2 separate regions of the Hordeum vulgare genome follow, and region 1 is linked to region 2. Evidence: chromatin contacts called from public Hi-C data. All regions are on one chromosome and are shown on one strand. Each heading gives the region's core, a stretch centred on a gene start, on an enhancer-like site or on the middle of the called end of the contact. The rest is flanking DNA. Distances are from core to core; before and after follow the strand shown.

Region 1 (5,242 bases), core at 1,290-3,789, 150 kb before region 2:
GAGAGAAGAGTTAGTTTGGAAGGTTAAGTAAACCTTTGTAAGTTTTTGTATGTCTAGCATTATTGTTTTTTGTGAGCTGAGAGGGCACCACTTGTTCCGAAGGCACATGTTTTCGTCTGTTGTGTTTCAAAAGAAAAAAACAAATAATACAAATGTTGTGGAATCGTTGTCTTCCAGTGCCTCCATGAGAAGCATTATCGTGGAAGCTCAGCCGCCGTCACCTCTCGCGTGTTGAATGTTTCTTCGAGATTTTTTTTCTGTATTTTTTTTTGGGATTTTGATGGTTTTGTTCCGGTTCTTTTGGGGACAGGGTTTCCTAGGGTTTTTGTGTGTGTGGGTGTTGGGGGGGGGATAGCACGAAAAATGTGTTTTTTGCCTTTCATGAGAACCACAAATTTGTTTCTCGGGAAGACATAGATTTGCTTCCACAAGAGGCCCAATTGTATCTCTCGATAAATGTGAGAATAGCACGAAAATGTGTTTTTTGGCTTCCATGAGAATCACAAATTTGTTTCTTGGGGAGGCATAGATTTGCTTCCACGAAAGGCCCAATTGTATCTCTCGATAAATGTGAGAATAGCACGAAAAATGTGTTTTTTGGCTTCCATGAGAATCACAAATTTGTTTCTCAGGGAGGCATAGATTTGCTTCCACAAGAGACCCAATTGTATCTCTCGATAAAAAGTATTTTCTTTTTTGCTTCTACTGGACGCATAAACTTGTTTCTCGTGGAGCGCAGGTGCCCTTTGCTGCCCATCGGAAAAGAAAATAAATGTGTTCTTTTGCTTTCGCGTGATGCACAAATTTGCTTTTTATGGAGGCACATATTTTCTTCCGATGTCTCTCAAAAAGAAAAGAAAACCATTTTCTTTGCTTCCGAGAGAAGCACAATTCAGAAAGAAAAATACGTTTTTTTGCGAGAGGCACATATTTGGTTCTCGTGGAGGCACATATTTGCTTCCTCAAGAGGCACAACTCAAAAAGGAGAAAAACACCTTATATTCTTCCGTGAGAGGCACAAATTTGCTTATTGTGTAGACATACGTTTGTTTTCGCGAGAGGCACAACTTGGAAAGGAAAGAAAAACACTATTTTTCTTACGCAACAAGCTTGAAAAGGGAAACGACAAGTTTTTTTTTCTTATTCCGAAAGAGATACATATTTGCTTCCGCGAGAGGGACAGATGTGCCTTTTGGAAAGGGGAAAATATGAAGAAAATTCATGCTTGTGGCTCATTTTTTTCTGTCAATTTCTTTTCTCAGTTTTTTCATGAAAAAAGTTCGTGGGAACCTATCAACATTGTATCTGGTTTCAAAGATCTCGATGCGAGAAATCCAGTAGTGAAAATGGTTTGCGATTTGGACATGCAATTTCAGAGATAAAACATTTTGAATAAATGAATGCCTGAAAAAACAGAAAACTTCGCGCAGTGCGCCATTTTTCTGTGAAGGCGTGAATGTCCTTTGGAAGGGGTACCCCTTATTAGTGATTTCAAGGAGTTCCCCGTATACAAAGCTACCGAGAGGTGAGGCTCTTGGGCCAAATCATTAATTCTTTCATAGCCGATTTGAATGTTTTGGAGAAATCAACAACAGGGAGATCAAATGCTCGAGTTCGGCCAAACTGGCGTATTGCACCGCCGGAAGGAATGAGCAAAATAAATGTGGATGCGGCCCTAATTAGGAATGCCTCGTGGGATCTGTAGATGTTGTTTGCAGGGACACACGGGGGATTTTCATTGGTGCCTCGACGATCACTTGGGTTGGAGTTATAGACCCAAAAGCCTTGGAAGCCCTAGCAGGCCGTGAAGCGCTATCTTTAGCAGGCGATCTTTTATGAACGGAGAATATATGTTGCATCTGACTGCAAAATTTCATCGATGATATGAAGCTGAGAAGCGGTACTTGTTGCAATGCCATCATTAGAGAAATCATGGGTCATTTTATTTTTTTCACTAGTTGCATTTGTAGTCCCGAGTATAGGAGCTCGAATACCGAGGCTTATAATTTAGAAAAGCATATTCTGTTACTTGCGGTTGACCGTCATCTTTTGTCAGGCAATCCGGTGATTCTACTTGTATCTATGTAAATATTGTGACGACTCAAATAAAAGCATCGTAAGATTGTCTAAAAAAATAATACAAGTAATATTGCGATCGTGCGTTTTCTAAAAGATTCTTCTTTCGATGTACCTAAAGATTTGTTGTTAGTAAAAACCAATGCAAATTTTCGAACGACAAGTATTATGGTATAGTGAGAGTAGATAATGAAAAACAAAAGATCATGATCTTAAAATAAAAAAATAAAAAAAATAAATGATCTTGCATAGGCTGAAATTTAACCCGGCATGGCACATCATTGCAATCTCGATCTCAAAATAATCTCTTCTTTTTTCGGGAATTGATCTCAAAAAAAGTTGGCGCCGCGCACGTTGGCAGCCTTGAAACTTAAAGCAGGCATTTGGTGTGCCCACCCCACGCACCATGATGAACTGCCTGGCTCTGGCGAAGAGATTGACACATACAGCTTTACACGAACTGCATGCATCACAGGCCTGAAACCCTGTTGAGGTCGCTTTCAAAGTGCGTTGTCGTACGTAGATACCACCACGTCCGCACAACCTCCTTTTTCGAGGATTTTTTTTGTTTTCGCACGATGCGGGTGCAAAAACAAAACGTGAAATAAATGATACCCGCTCCTGTGGCTGGCACTTGTTACTATAGCAGCAGTAGAGCAGAGGCCCGGTGCAGCAGCTATCTGCGCTTAGAGCATCTACACCCGGACCCGGACACGTCCACACAGACAGGTCACATCTTTAATAATGCATCCTATATTTAGATACCTTAAATTTTATATCTCAAATTCATACAATTCATGTGACTATTACATCGACGCATTACACATCCTGTCCGGCTATTCCATCACTAACAAACATGTCATCGGACTATCAAAATTTAGCATGTTTGCATATGGTGTAGGTTATCCGCGGCTGCCCTTTTCCTTCTGGGGCCATTGTTGTCCTTGTTTTGGACTTACCGGTTGAAGACGCAGTACGGATCGAGCCGGATCGGCTTTGTCGTCGGAGCTATCCTCGCCCCCGCTCACCTCCTTCTCCTCCTTTCGTGGCAGTCCGGCCATTTCATGGACCGTCCGATTCACTACGGACTACATACAGAATAAAATAAATAAATCTATAATCTAAAGTATGTGTACATACATTCGTGTATAATGTGTAGTGAAATCTCTAAAAGGAATTATATTTAGAAACGGAAATAGTATGTGCGAGCCATGACTATCATGAACTTTTGAAATAAGTCATTGTAATATATTTAACTATTTTTACAATGCCTTTTTTCCCTTTCTAAAGTCCAAAACGGACATAGTTTTTTTTTTTTTTTGAACAGCAAAACGGACATAGTTTGGGGCGCGGCCACGTACGCGTTAGATGCGCCTACCGGTGGACGGTGAAAACGGGACACGGGCGTGCGTTTCATGTTTCAAATGGACAAAATCGGGACACAAGCATGTGGGTAGGAGTCGGGCTTAGCAGTGCAGATTAAGTAGATGGTACATGCATGACTGTTTCTGTACGTGCAGGTGCACTACAGGCATCTGTTTACCCCGAGAAAATTAGAGGATGACGTCCCCGGCGGCTAGCGCGCGACACGGGTACGTTGAACCACACCGGAAAGGCTCTCTCGCCGCCGGCCAATCCTTTCCTCGGATCCATCGTCCCGCACGGCCGTGCAGCATGCTGCGGCTGCGAGTGTCGCCGGCAAGCAGGGTCGTACCGCGTAGTTTGCATCCCGAAACACACGTACGTACTTTAGCCCCGAGCCCGAGCCGGGGATACGCCAAGACCTCGCGCTGGCAGTGCCCTTGTAGGCAGCGACGGATCTAAAAGTTAAAGTTTGCCGGCGCCATAAATGACGATGAAGCTTCATTACCCTGCGTCGAAGGTCGCTAGGCACGGAAGATATCCCGCTCCATCGTCGGAGAGTCGGGGCGGCCGCGCCCATCTCGCTCCACTGCTTGTATGGGAGGAAAAATCTCGACCGAGCGGATATTTCCTCTCCATTCGTCTCTCCTTCCAAGAAAGGCGGCTAGGGTTTTTGCCTTCCGTACCGTCTCATGTGACTTAGTGTAATGGGTGTATGATATATTCCGATCCTTGCCGATTGAAGGATTTCGTGTTCCGTTTAGGAAGACGATATGGTGACGCAGCCCTAAAGATGGAATAAGTTTCTTTCAGTCTTGCCCCTTTTTGATGGTGTGTTTAGAATCGTAGGAAGACGTGTGAAGTTGTATCTTCGACGGATCTCGTCGGATTCGGTCGGTGGTTGTCTTTCATGAATCTGTATGGATCTGTTCTTTCTTCGTCTTTGTTTGTGTGCCTTCAGGTTGGATTCTTTTGATCTACGTTTTTCTTCATTGGCGGTGGTTCTTGTTCTGGTGCGTTGGTCCTTTGAGGCCTTAACATGATGGTGTTTTGGTTGTCTACTACAACAAGTTTTCCTGCCTCCATCGACGGAGGGGCGATGACAATGGCGCGTTTTTGACTCGCTTCAGTGCTTGTAGTCGTCGTTAAGTTGTATACGTATCTGAATATAATTTTTATTATTTTTTATGTTGGTTATACTTTTATGATTAAAGATAAATAGACAATTTCTCGAAAGAAAAAGAAAACCTCGACTAATTTGGACGTGCGAGAGAGGGGTGGCATGAGGAGGAGGAGGAGGAGGAAGAAGAAGAAGAAGGATGGGCGTTGGATCCAGCGGACGGGGCGAAATCATTTGAACCAGTATCCTTTCTACCGTCGATCTTCAATTTTGGAGGTGTTTGAATTACAGCAGACGTGGTTTCAGAGAATCGCTAGAAAGTGCGCATGCAGGCAGCAGCGGGCCCGCGACGTGATGCACGCATGGTTGCATCATCCTGTGAATCACATGCGCTGGCCAGTGGCTGTGGCGCCCTGGCTATGGCCGGCCGGTCTCCCTGCAGGCATGCAGCGGCGCTCGCCCAATCGCCGCGCCTGCCGCCCGCAGTAGTGCCGCGGCGCGGGCTGTGCGGGAATAGCGAAGCACGCAGGCGCAGTGCTGGCAGGTCCGCGTCGGTCGATCCATCGACAGCCGCTACTGCGCATACTGATGCAGACTTGCAGGGCGCACGTTTTCCCCGTCCATGGACGGACGGACGGCTGTGCTCGCCAATAAGCACATGTGTACATGCCAACGTTGGGAGGC
Region 2 (5,046 bases), core at 1,623-4,122:
AGCATACATGTCCTTAACCGCGGATTGCAAGTACCGCTCCACCTTCCTTCGACTCACCTTCATGACCGACTGCATGGTATAACAAGCAAAAGGATTATAAACAAAATGCATGCATCAAAGTCATACAAAAATTTGGCATGACCTTACCTAAAAATAGGGCATATCGAGTTTTCTCTAAATTCGCCGAAACAGAAATAAATCAAGATTTCGGCAAAACATCAGCAACTCAGGGGGCCTGTCACTTGCACAAATCCCTTCATATCGCAAACACCCATATTACCATTCTTGAAATCTACAACTTTTTACTCACCTATGTCCCAAGAGAGATCGACCACGGATAGATGAGGCCTTCGCTACCTTAATTAGGGATCGAAAGTGGATGGCTATATCTAGCTAGATCTAGTTGTGGGGAGGAGAGATGACTCTAGCTAACTAATGGAGAGGGACAGAGATGAGTTAGGTACCTATAAGACGAATCTAGGAGTGGGAAATGGATATATATGTATGGAAGGAGGGAGAGCCAAATAAATGAGGAAGATAGAGAAGAAAGGCCATTTATGAAGGAAAATTATGGTGGAGGGAGCATTCTTGGAAAAAGAAGAGAGGTAGAAGGAAGAGAGAAGAAGGGCAATAATGGTGAAGAAGTAACTTAGAGAGGGGAGAGGGGAAAGGAGGGGACATGTCAAAGGGGGGGGGGAGGGGGAGGGGAGAGTGGGTGGGTGAAAAGGTGGCACCAGCCACGCCTAGCAGCAGCACCGTATTCCAACCAGCGCTACTGCTAAGGTGCTTAGTAGTAGCGATGTATTTTGGGCAGCGCTACTACTACATCTAGCGTCGGTGGACTCATTGGGTTCCACTTAGCAGCAACGCTTTATGTCAGCCGACGCTACTGCTAACGTGCTTAGCAGTACCGTGGTATTTTGGGCAGCGCTACTACTATAGCTAGCGTCAGTGGACTCGTTGGCTCCCACTTAGCAGTAGCGCTTTATGCCAGCTGGCGCGCTACTGCTAACGTGCTTAGCAATAGTGTGGTATTTTGGACAGCGCTGCTACTACAGCTAGCATTGGTGGACTCGTTAGGTCCCACTTAGTAGTAGGGCTGCTTACATTTACAGCGCTACTGCTAAGGCATCACTTGTAGCGTTGTCCAAATCTAGCTACTGCTAATTAGTAGCAGCGCTACATATTTTCAAGCGCTACTACTGATGTTCTATCTATAAGCATTTCCATAGTAGTGATATTTGTCAGATTTTATATTCGTGCATGGTATATGGGTATGGGTTATATGATCTCATACACGTAACCGCTCTATCTGATGGGTTTTAGATTTCCCTATTTATATACTCATGGTAACTTTTTCTTTCATACCCTTACCCCAATAGTGGTTTTACGTGCAGGGTACATGCTTAATGGGTAGCCATTACCATCCCTACATGGAATGTGGGAGTTGAAATGATTTTGAAACAAGGTGAGGGTATTGGTCATTTTTTACATCTAGCACCTATGTCAAAGGTTCCCATAAAAGAACCATGTGCATTAAGTGGCACCCACGATGAATATACGACGCCAACTAAGGCAACTGTGAAGCGGACCCTCAAAGTGTCCATGTGTGTCTAGAACGTGTTGTCCAGGATGTTTTTGCCATCCAACACGGTACCCTAAATGTTTGCAAACCAGTCCACATGTGCATTTTCGTTATACTAGCCACAAACTTGAGGACATTTTGTGTGTGTTTGTACATCCACATGTCAAACCAAAAGCAATCATGTGGCATCCTCTCTCTCTCTCCCTCTCCCTCTCCCTCTCCCTCTCCCTCCCTCTCTCTTCCTCTCCCACCACACATGCATCTTCATCCAAAAGCAACGATGTGGTCCACTCTCTCCATATTTTGAGCATAGCGTTGGATGCCTACCTCCCCTATCATGTATGTGAATATGTTCGCGGATATTTGCGGTTTCCGTTTTGAAGGCTTGCATTGGAGATGCCACGAGATGGTGTCTTAGCCAACAACATTGGCACATGGTGCCCAAAGCATAAGCATAATGCACTAGTGGATCTCGTGCCAAAATATCGAAACTAGGCCAACTACCAGAAGAAGAACAACATTTTTTCAAAAATGAGGATATACCCCGACCTTTGCATCATGTTATGCAAAAAACAAACACAATGATTTGGGTGAGGCCAGGTTTTCAATTAAGTGCTAACTAATGCCATTTTTTATGCCCCCAACTGTAGAAACAATCGTTCTATGGTAATTTTCATTAAAATAGTAAGTATGTTACAAGATAGAGGAGAAAAGGAAGGGGGTGCCGACAAAAAAAGGCATTGAAGAGTACACAAACGACTATCAATGATTTTTTTTTTTTTTTGAAGTTCACTGATATCCAATCCTGAAAACAAACAACATGTTTGTCTCTGATTCTGTGTCCTAGCAGTTTCAGGTCCTCCCTTAGGGCATATAATGCCATTTGAGGAAACGAAATACCCTCCGTATGGCGGTCGAAGACACTGCATTAGCACGGGGCCGGCCATTAACAAACAATGAAATGGAAAACAAATCAACGAGTCAGTTAGGCAGGCCGGCCGGCGCGCGCGCGGGCCTGAGCACCGCCGCGTGCATGATTAAGGAAGGCCAGCTCCCGGCCGCTGGGTGGCTTAGGCTAGCCACAGTAGTGGAGTACGTGCGCAGGTTTGCAGGGGTTGCAGCCACTGAGCCAGTCGTCGTCGTCGTCACCCTCACCCAGACGGACAGAGCAACACAGAGGGGAGCAGGAGCACCAGCCCGCAGGCGGAGACGTTTCAACGCGCCCCAGCCCAGCCACCAACACAGCCCAGCATATTCTCCCTCCTCATTCATTTATATATGTACCCGCTCCGCCACTAGCCGGTTACAAGTGTAAGCACCACGGCGAGACGAAAAGTAGCTCCCCTCGCCACGCTCCTGTACTGCACCGCCCCACACCGTGTCCAGTCCATTCAATTCCCATATAAAAGATCGAGACAGGCGAGCGCAGATCGAGCAGATCGATCGATGGCCGACCACCACCACCACTATACCCAGCTCGGCGGCGGCAGCGGCAGTGGCGGCGGCGGTGGCAGCCCTCCGGAGCTGCTGCACGGCGGCGGCGGGTCCGGGGACCAGGGGATCAAGGAGCAGGACCGGCTGCTGCCCATCGCCAACGTGGGGCGGATCATGAAGCAGGTGCTGCCCCCCAACGCCAAGGTCTCCAAGGAGGCCAAGGAGACGATGCAGGAGTGCGTGTCCGAGTTCATCAGCTTCGTCACCGGGGAGGCCTCCGACAAGTGCCACAAGGAGAAGCGCAAGACCGTCAACGGCGACGACGTCTGCTGGGCCTTCTCGGCGCTCGGCTTCGACGACTACGTCGACCCCATGCGCAGGTACCTCCTCAAGTTCCGCGAGCTCGAGGGCGACCGCGCCGCGGCCGCCGCCTCCTCCCGCGGGGGCCTCCCCGTCCCCGACGCCTCCACCTCCGGCGCCGGCGCCAGCGGCTCCGGTAATTTCATGTTCGAAGCCATGGACAGGAGGGATAACACCGGCCCCGGCGCCGGCAGGCAGTTTTGAACTAGCAGCTAATACCTACTCCATCAGATCAGGCACGCGTCCATCTTCTTGCTTGATCCATGCCGCAAGGGCTGGCTAGCTAGCTACACCTTAATTGCTCTCTCCATTTTCTTATTAGAGAGGTGACCAGCTAGCTAGTGGCAGAATTAGGAGTAGCTAGCTGCTAGTGGGTAGCAGAGAAGAGTAGTTGTTCGTCTGGTTAATTAATGTGTTGTGTGTTGGAGATCGATCAAAGACAACTAAAGGAAGAGGATCACTAGGATGACGGCGACGACGACGGCCGGGGCCGGCGACCGCGACACGGCGGAGTTGGAATTAATTGGAGAATGGTGCATGATCGATTCGATCTGATTAGGTGTCCAGATTACTAGTAATATTTTTGTGGCTAATTAATTCTAGCTGCGCACCAGACTAAGCAGTTCAAGTTAATTGTTTTCCGAGCTCAGTGATTAAGATTGTAGATCAATTTCAATTTATCAATGTGCCTTTGTTTTTTCCTGCTAGCTAGCTTAATTCCGATATGATTGGGTTAACTAATTAATTCATATTACTCCTCGATGTGTTCATCGCAAGGTGCATAGGCAGGAGGTTTCCCCTTTTCGGAAAAAATGGATACTCTTTGCAAGCAGTGAGCTCATCCATATATACAGTCATACACGCTGAGGAAATTTTCTGAGAATTAACTTTTCAAGCAGTAGTATATACCTCAAAGTTTGTGTAGTTTGAGGGATTTTTTGATTTTTTTTTCCAAAAAAGAGAAATACCACCGGCCTCTATATCCATCGATGCACACAGCCGTTTATTTAACGTAAAGTACGTAGTATCAAAGTACAAGTAACATCTCAAAAAGTAACAATAAGTATATAATCTTTTGCACACCAGCAATGTTCAGCACATTAAATGTACTATCGCTATCAGCTATAAAAAATCCAAATTAATTTATTTTTTTACGAAAAACTCTCTATCTATTCATCTTCGATCATGACAGTACCATGAACATTAAAAATAATAAAAAATACATTCAGATCTATAGACCACCTAGCAACGACTAAAGCACTAAAGCAAACCGAAGGCGCGCCGTCGTCATCGCCTCTCCATCGCCGGAGTCCGGCACAACTTCTTGTAGTAGACAGTCGAAAAATTGTCGTGTTAGGGCCTATAGGACCAGCGCATCAAAATAGCAATTGCCGCCGATGAAGAATAACATAGATCGGAAGGACCCAATCCGAAGACACATGAACGTAGATGAACAACGACGAGTTCCGAGCAAATTCACCAAAGATAGATCCACCAGAGACACACCTCCACACGTCCACCAACGATGCAAGAACCATCGTTGGAACGGGGGCTAGACAGGGAGAACTTTATTCCATTTTCAGGGAGCAGCCGTCGTCTCGCCTTCTTAAGTAGGACACAAACCCTAACATAATCGAAAGAGACGACTAAAAGTGGAGCCCTCCCGC

What was found. Hi-C and Micro-C count contacts between places; a contact is called where the count stands out from the background.
Region 1: a contact with region 2 is called in a Hi-C map of leaf, with 6 times the contacts expected there. The contact joins the enhancer-like site here to the promoter of LOC123440797 in region 2. A contact is called at or near these places in 2 of 6 Hi-C or Micro-C datasets (leaf and seedling).

Annotation. Positions count from the first base shown.
Region 1 is chr3H:584,993,173-584,998,414 of MorexV3_pseudomolecules_assembly, reverse strand. It overlaps the pseudogene LOC123442107. Among protein-coding and RNA genes, the nearest start is that of LOC123440798, 54 kb to the left of the region's middle. Within about 2 kb of position 2,539, at least 3 of the 3 cell types and tissues checked have open chromatin away from gene starts, as enhancers often do. A contact at or near this core is called in leaf and seedling, where this site is marked.
Region 2 is chr3H:584,839,195-584,844,240 of MorexV3_pseudomolecules_assembly, reverse strand. LOC123440797 (nuclear transcription factor Y subunit B-1-like) reads left to right here and starts at 2,872. Exons shown (of 1, transcript XM_045117344.1): 1 at 2,872-3,669. The coding sequence starts at 3,032. The coding sequence ends at 3,583.